2 separate regions of the Capsicum annuum genome follow, and region 2 is linked to region 1. A link is a contact called in public Hi-C data. All regions are on one chromosome and are shown on one strand. The core of a region is the stretch at or near the end of the contact, and the rest is flanking DNA. Distances in the headings are between cores, read along the strand shown.

Region 1 (4,023 bases), core at 769-3,268:
ATAAAATAGCTATTGTCTCTGGGTATCTTATTATAAGATATCCATAGATTGTCTATCAGGCATATCTGTTGCTTATCTACTCGTACGTTTGGCTTCAGTCTGAAAGTCAGGTTAGATGGCTTATAGCTTATCAAACTGTGCAATCCGAAAATCATCCCTTTTCAATTTTGGATGTTCTAACAATGTATGTGGTCTGAAATGAGTATTACTTAACAATGTCTTTAGATAATGGTTTTGGAAAGGCAAGGCTGAGGCCTTGCCTTTACCTTTTCTTGCATGCATACTGAAACAAGAATCGTTAGTTGGTTCGTATAATAAATCTGCTAAGCTGATCTGCTAAGTTATTATCTTTACCTTTAATATGTTCTAGCACAATGTTATAAATTGAAGTGACATCTGATAAATTCAGCCACCTTCGTTTACTACTCTTCTTTTTTTTTTTTAATTTTCTGATAGAATTTTATTATAGTCTCACAGACTGTTCTTACTAATATTTAAGACTTGTTTAATATGTAAAGTTTAAAACTATTTAGACTGTAGATTATCTCTTGTATCTCTGTGTCTATACTACTCATATTATCTTTTTCTTTATACTTTCCACTTTAATACGCACAATTTTTTTCATCTTTATATATATATATATACTAGTAATTTCTTCGATTGAGACAATCGTAACAAGAATCATCAACATTATTTTATAATCAATATATGCAATAGGAAATGAATCAAGTCATTTTCCAATCTATTTGTGTACATCAATTTCATTGTTATCTTCTACTTTTACCATTTCTCTTAATTAACACTTTAATTCAAAAAAAAAAAAATCTAAATAAAGAATATCAGAATGATTATCACGAATTAGAATCTCATGACTCAAATGGTCACATCCTAATAATAATAAGGTGTTTTTTTTGTGCTAAAAAAATTTCATGTACTCTATTTGATTTTTTTCTCCAAAAAATATGAGTTTTTTTTTTTTTGTGCTAATAAAAGATTGTAATATCCATATTTTTTTTACACAAAAATATGGGGCCTTCATGATTTTAAGGCCTTAAATAATCGCCTACGTGGCTTAATGAACAAGAGCCCTGTGAATTAGGATGAGATTTATGAATTCCTTATATAATTTAGAAAGTCCTCCTGTAATTGTTATATTTTTCTTTATTGTTACCTATTTCGTTATATTTTTATTTATTTCACTTAAATCAAGGATCTTTTTAAAAATATTTCTCTATAGTTTATGAGATAGTAGTTAAAATTTAAATATACTTTATTCTTTCAAATCTCATTTATAGAATTTTAATTTACTTAATATATTATTATCATTTCATTTATATATATTCTATCCTTTCAAATTTTATTTATAGAATTTCATTAAATACTCTCAAATCTTACTGAATATGTTATTATCCTAGTATCTTTAAACTAGTTTTTAAAGGTATGAATTAGGTCCGGAATCTATTCAAACAACTTTATTACTCGGGCGTAAAAAGACGAGAAAAACATGAAATTGGAATGTAATGACATCGGTAAGGGAGTGTCCACACATTCTATTTTTGTCAATAAATAATTGAGTCTATTTTTGTGTATACTTATCTACAACCTAATCATTTTTCCACTATTTTTTGCTCTTGGACAATTGGTCTGGGTCTGAGTGTGTAAGCTACTACCTAATTTTCATTTGCAATAAAGTCACAAATTTGTTTAAAAAAAAAAAAGGAAAAAAATCATTTTTCAACTAAATAATAATAATGATGTTTTCTCCAGTTTTTTTTTTTTTTTAAATAATATGCTTTTAATTTATTATAGAGTTTAAGTAAATAATTTTTTAAAATTTTATAATTTTTAATTAAAATTATAATAAATATATTTAGTCTAGTAATTTTAAATATATTATGTAAAATTAAAATTAAAATATTATTAAAAATAAAATCATCTTTTTAAAATAGTCTAAAAGAAACTATATATCATCCTTTTTAAAACACATATAGCAATAAGTATATATAAAATTATTAAAAGACCATTTATATACTTGTGGCTGTGATACAAAAACTACACTTTCAGAAATTTCGTGAGAACTGTTTGATTTAGTGGAGGCAGAAAAAAACATTTGATAAGCTGAATTTCAAGATTTGATTGCTCTGTTTTTATTGTGTTCCACTGAAATTTGCTCTGTCCAACTCATAAGTGTATGTCTTTTTTCCTCTTTTCTTGCTTTTTGCCTTGTGAACTTTGTTTCATTGATAAAAAGTTTTAGAAGTTTCCTTTTTTGAAGTTTTCAAGAACGTTTATGTCATAAGTATTAGTTAGTTGGACTTCAAATTTTGATTCTGTTGGAGTTCTCTTTCTTGATAAATCATCAAAAAAATTTCAACTTTTTACTGCTTTTGAATGCAAAATTCTGAAACTTGGTAACTTAGTATTTGAAGCTTATTTTCTTGTTGAATGAATTCTTTTCTCTTGGGGGTTGGGGTTGGGGTGGGTGGTGAGTGTTTTCTTTTCTTTTTCTTTGTGTGTCAGAATTTGTGGGATCAGTTGTTGAAGATTCTTGCCTTTTTTTCCCTTTTCTTTTTTTTCATTTTTTGGGTGAAGATCCTCTAAAAAGCTGAGGATATTATGTTGTAAAGCGTAGGTGAGGGGTCAGATTTTTAGTTTATGAATTCTGAATTATAATTTTTTTATTTATTGAGTTCTTGATATATTATTTATATACATCGAATGAATTCTTAACAAAATCATAGATTTGAGCTAAAGATACTCAATTTTGTCGAACTCTTAAGTAAGGGGGCTCTGCCCGTGTTCACTCCCTACGTTTTATTTTATTCGTCTCAAATTTCTTAATTTAATTTTTCATTTTACTTGTTATTTCTACCAAGATAATTTTTTTTTTTTTTTACCCGTAGTATTAATTTTTTTTTACAAATTAAAATATAAATATCATTTAATAGGATATTATGGTAAAGTAATCATGTTATTAACTGTGTTTCTTAATCAATGTCTCAATGTTAAATTGGAACAGTAAAATGAGACGGAGGGAGTAGATTCATTTCTAGCTGGATTACTCTAATGATTATAAGCTAAAAAGTTAAAAGACGTGGTTGGATATCATTAATATATTATTTATAAGTATCAAATGAATTGTTTAACATAATTATAGGATTTGATATAATACTACTGAATTTTATCGAAGCTGTGACTAAAGGGTGGTTTATTGCTGATTATAATCCAAAAAGTTAAAAGGTGGTTGGATCATTGATTGCCCCAATAATTCTTTGCTTTTTATTCTCTCTAGAATTTTTTAGTACTAATTTCCAATAAATGTATATTATATATGACTTAATTTGCTAAACTGGTGTTGTCACCTTTGGTTCTCACCTTTAGTTTTTAAAATATTAGGGAAATAAATTAATTCTTTAAAATATTAGGGAAATAAATTAATTAAGGATTTGGATATGATGGACTCGTGATTGCCATTAACGGCTTTATTTCTCTCTTTTGGAAGGATTAGTTTGAGACCAAAATTTTTCACAAATTACATTTGTTCCCAACTTGCAATAAGGGGCTTCTTTTATGTGGAATTAGCTAAGTATATATTGGAAGGATCTTAATTTCACCATGTACGTAGCAGGATGGAGCCAAGTAGATGAACTTCTTGGTGGAAAATTACACTGTTTATACATTGTTAAAAGTATCGTTCATGTATATATAAACATATGTTTAACCCCCTTCAGCTTCTTCATTTGTTTACTTCTTCATATTTTGGACCCCTTAATGAAAATAGCGGCTGAAAATCCTGGCTCCATCATTCGTTTGCCATTAACTGCTTTATTCTCTTTCTTTTATTTTCTTTGGCTTTGGAGAAAACATACTTTTTGGAGGGGTTATTTTGAGATCAAAATTCTTCACAAGTTACATTAGTTCCCAACTTGCAGTAAGGGACTTTATTGCAAGTATATATTGGAAGGATCTTTATTTCACTATGTAAGTAGCAGGGGTGGAGCCAAGTAGATGAACCCTGTGGTT
Region 2 (4,023 bases), core at 954-3,453, 270 kb before region 1:
TAACATTAATATTAGAAACTGTCTAAAAGATGAAAATACATTGCATATATGTGTGTGTGATGTGATCCTTACTGAAGAAGAAAAGCGATACTAGTTATATATAGCCAAAATGCATTATATATTTCAACCCCATGCATACCTCACTTGTGAGATTTCACTGGATATGTTATTGTTGTTGTACTTCAAATCAAAGATATAAATACCTCCAAGAATATTATCTGTTATTGTATGAAGTTATCAAACCTGTTCTCTACCACGAAAAAAAATGACAAAGTAGAAAGTAATTAACTTTGGAAAAATAGTTGGTTAAAAAGATCAACAACAATAACATATCCAGTGTAATTTTACAAGTGGAATTTGGAGAGGTTGAGTGTATGCAAATCCTTAACACTCCTTGCTTATGAAGACTATAAAAGGAAAATTGGTAAGATTTTAGGGTATGCATTAGAAAAAGGAGAGTGATCCTTATCAACTCCTGCAAAAGACTCTATTCTAAATAGCTAACCTATGAAGAACTTTATATATATATATATATATATATATATATATATATATATATATATATATGAAAGATTCAACGGGTATTTACTCCTAGCTAGATAGAACACTTTCCTATAAAGTGGTAGTAGGGAAGAAGAACCACCCTCTTCATAGGTAATGCCTTAAGGCCGTGAACAATTCCAATCACCGTGCTATAAAAATTGGATAGGTTCGATCAATAGTCATTAGGGCCTTTTTAAGCAATCAACTAAATTCATAGTGCCTCCAAGAATTAAAACGGTCAACTATTAATGGAATTTCTTGTCCTCTCTGTAAATACTCATTTGGCCGAGGGCTTTCAAACACATAGTAAGCTAAACTGGTGTGGACAAATCACCAACCCTCAATGAATTATGAATAGGGAAGGTATACTAATGCTATGAACGACTCAATATTCCCTTAGCTGAAAGGGTCTTGTGGTTTGCTTCTGGTACCCATATTTGAAGTAGACTATGTTTTGATATTAAACTCACAGAATCTGGTTTCCTATTATTAACATACAATTCAACTAGCATTTGATACACCCGTTCTAGTATTATGGTTGTTTCATAATCTCCAACCTGTTTCACCAAAACGTTATGTTTTCGTTTGGCATAAATATATAAACTGACCTTTAACTTGGCAACTGACATTTATATTCTCAAACTTTGACGTGCACAAGTAGATATATAAAGTTGAGCAAATAGACACACGCATCCTATGTGATGTAATATATGCAGGACGCCACATTGGACATGAATTGAAGGTCACATAAGACTCATATGTCTTAACTGTTCAAATTATTTGCAAGCCCAATTTTACTTTAAATATTAATTTTCCATTGTCATTGAAAAATTAAAGTTTTCTCTCTTACAATCTTAATTGAGTTTTTTAAATACACTTGTTACCTTCTATATTATCAAAAAATATCTCACTAACACACACACACCTTTTAGTTGATAGAACTAACTCTTTTTAATGATGAAAATAATTAGGCACATCAAAAAGGAAGTCTCATCAAGGAAGTGGACCATCCCGACATCAAACGAGGAAAGAAGTAAAAGAATCAAAGCCTCCGAAAAGAAAGAAAAATCCGCATACATAACAAAGGAAATCAACCTAATCGCCAAGAATACTCCAATAACCAAGGAAACTTATAAGGCAAGAAAATATCTCTCTTCTTGACACAAGGAAAGGAAGGGCGCAAGAATCAAGGCTAAGAATGAAAGGAATATATACACGGTGGTATCTGATATGGACGTGTACAGTCAATCTTGAGGATACTACTACTCCCAAGATTAGCAAACATCCCTTGGTTACCCTTTTTAAAGAGCTGGATCGAAAAAAGGAAATTCCAATTCCCTAAAATCAAGGAAGGAAATCAAATCTCTAATCAAGCATTAAAGACACCTCAAATGGCTCTCTATATTCAAATCAACATTGACACCTCAACGGCTCTCTCTCTGTTCAAGCCTATTAATATTATCTCTCTGTGTTAGGGAAAGTGTACAACTTCATCTGAACCCTTGAATTTGAATGTTTATTCTTGCATTCATTGTTTGATTACTTGTGAGAAAAAAAAAAAGGAGTGAAAATTAGAGAGCTGTACGAGTAGAGGCTGTCACAATTGGTTGGAACAAAGTTATGTTCTAATGAACACTGCAGTACAACACGATCTGTACAAGGCCAAAGGATTAAACCTCTAAAGAAAATCCATCTAATTCAAGGGACTGAAAGTAGACACCACATTGATAATTTTGAACCGGTATAAAATTCTTCTGTCTCATTTACTTTCGACTCATTTGCATTCTCTTTTTGCTGCTAACTTTTGATTGCAGGAGTTCAGTCGACTAAGGCATGCACTTAATCAACTGTGCTGAAACGTTATTATTAAAAAGGGTCAACTCACAAACGCGCCTCCCCTCCCCCTTTCCTCCTCTTCAATTTCATAGGTAAGTACATAATGAGAATATAATAGTTTGTTCATTTTAGAAGAGAAAAATATCACCATATTTATTCGGTAATAAAATAATTTGTTCATATAAAAAATATAGCAATCAAAACTCAAAATTCTATTTAAATAATTGAAAAAAAAATTAAAAAAAAGGTGAGAACTTTATAAAATATGCCCAATGCATCATTATATAAATATTTAAAACGGGGTAGATTTTATAATAACTTCCTTAAAGGTTATCTATTTATGCTTTAAATGAATTTTAAGAAATTCATCGATGGCATCCAGTTCGTAGAATCTTTATATATTATATAGAGAATAATGTATTTTAAAAGGCATCATGTAGTGCAGCGGATGAGGTTGCTTTTCCTTAATTAGAAGTTTCGGGTTCGAGTCCTAGGTATGGAAAAATTCTTGGTAGGGAGCACTTCCCCCAAATGGGGTCCTACGCGGCGCGAATTCGAATTAGTCGGACTCCAGTGCGGATACCAAACCCAAATGAAAAACCAAAAAAAAATGTATTTTAAAAGGCGGTCTGAGACGCACCTAGGGGCTTGCATTTGGGCAAGGCAAAGTAAAAAACTCATCGAGACACTTTGAGTAGAAAAAAGTCTCCAAAGATGAACGCCTAAGCGTGAGGCACGCCTTTATTCTTGGGCGTAAGCCTTGAACCTTTTACAAATTAAAAAGAAAAAACTAAAATGTCAAACTTTCACAGTATTTAACATTAGTCCAACACTTTTTATTAAAATATTTCAAACAAAAACCTTTTGTCTTCCAAACAAAAGCTTTTCAATACCTTTGTTGTACTTCGTAGCTTTCAACGTTTGACACCTTTATGGTAGGCAGGGGTGTACAAATCGAACCATTAAGTCAAATCGAACCGACGAATTAAATCAAACCAAAAAAAAAACCAACTTATGATTTGGTTTGATTGGTTTGGTGTTGACAAAATAAAAAACGATCATTCTTGGTTTGGTTTGGTATTAGCAAAAATAAAATCAAACCGAACCCAAACCTAACCAAACTAATACATATATAATTTTAATTTTTCATACATAAAAAAATAATACTTATAATCTACTTTCAAATTACTTTTATTATTTTTTTTATATTCAGAAAATAGATATATATTCTTGGGCCTTTAATTATAGTATATTTCTATTAATAACAAATTAATACAAAATCCAATATTAATATAAAAACCTAAAACTCTTTAATTGCTTCACTTTTTACATTTTACTTTCCAAGTTTTCAGAAAATTCTCATTATTTCCTCATCTTACTTTTATCTTACTTTTCTCATTCGTCAAGTTGTGATTTAAATTTGTTTCTCTTCTTTCTCTTTTTTTTATGGAATTATATTATAATTAATTATTTTATGGAGTTAAGTTTTTAATAAGTTGTCTCTAATTATTCGTTCTTTTGTATGCTCACATTTTATGTGAATGAAACTTTCAGACAAGCTACTGTGACTAATGATTTAGAAATTGAACTACTTGGGTATCCACATAATATTACTTTGAGAGATAGTAATTTAGATGTCTTAGT

Evidence for each region. Hi-C and Micro-C count contacts between places; a contact is called where the count stands out from the background.
Region 2: a contact with region 1 is called in a Hi-C map of leaf, with 2.4 times the contacts expected there. The contact joins the enhancer-like site here to the promoter of LOC107856468 in region 1. A contact is called at or near these places in 2 of 5 Hi-C or Micro-C datasets (leaf and placenta).

Annotation. Positions count from the first base shown.
Region 1 is chr1:55,041,786-55,045,808 of UCD10Xv1.1, reverse strand. LOC107856468 (CBL-interacting serine/threonine-protein kinase 3) reads left to right here and starts at 2,018. Exons shown (of 15, transcript XM_047394489.1): 1 at 2,018-2,189.
Region 2 is chr1:55,312,806-55,316,828 of UCD10Xv1.1, reverse strand. No RefSeq gene overlaps it. Among protein-coding and RNA genes, the nearest start is that of LOC107875488, 58 kb to the left of the region's middle. Within about 2 kb of position 2,203, at least 1 of the 5 cell types and tissues checked has an H3K27ac peak or open chromatin away from gene starts, as enhancers often do. A contact at or near this core is called in leaf, where this site is marked.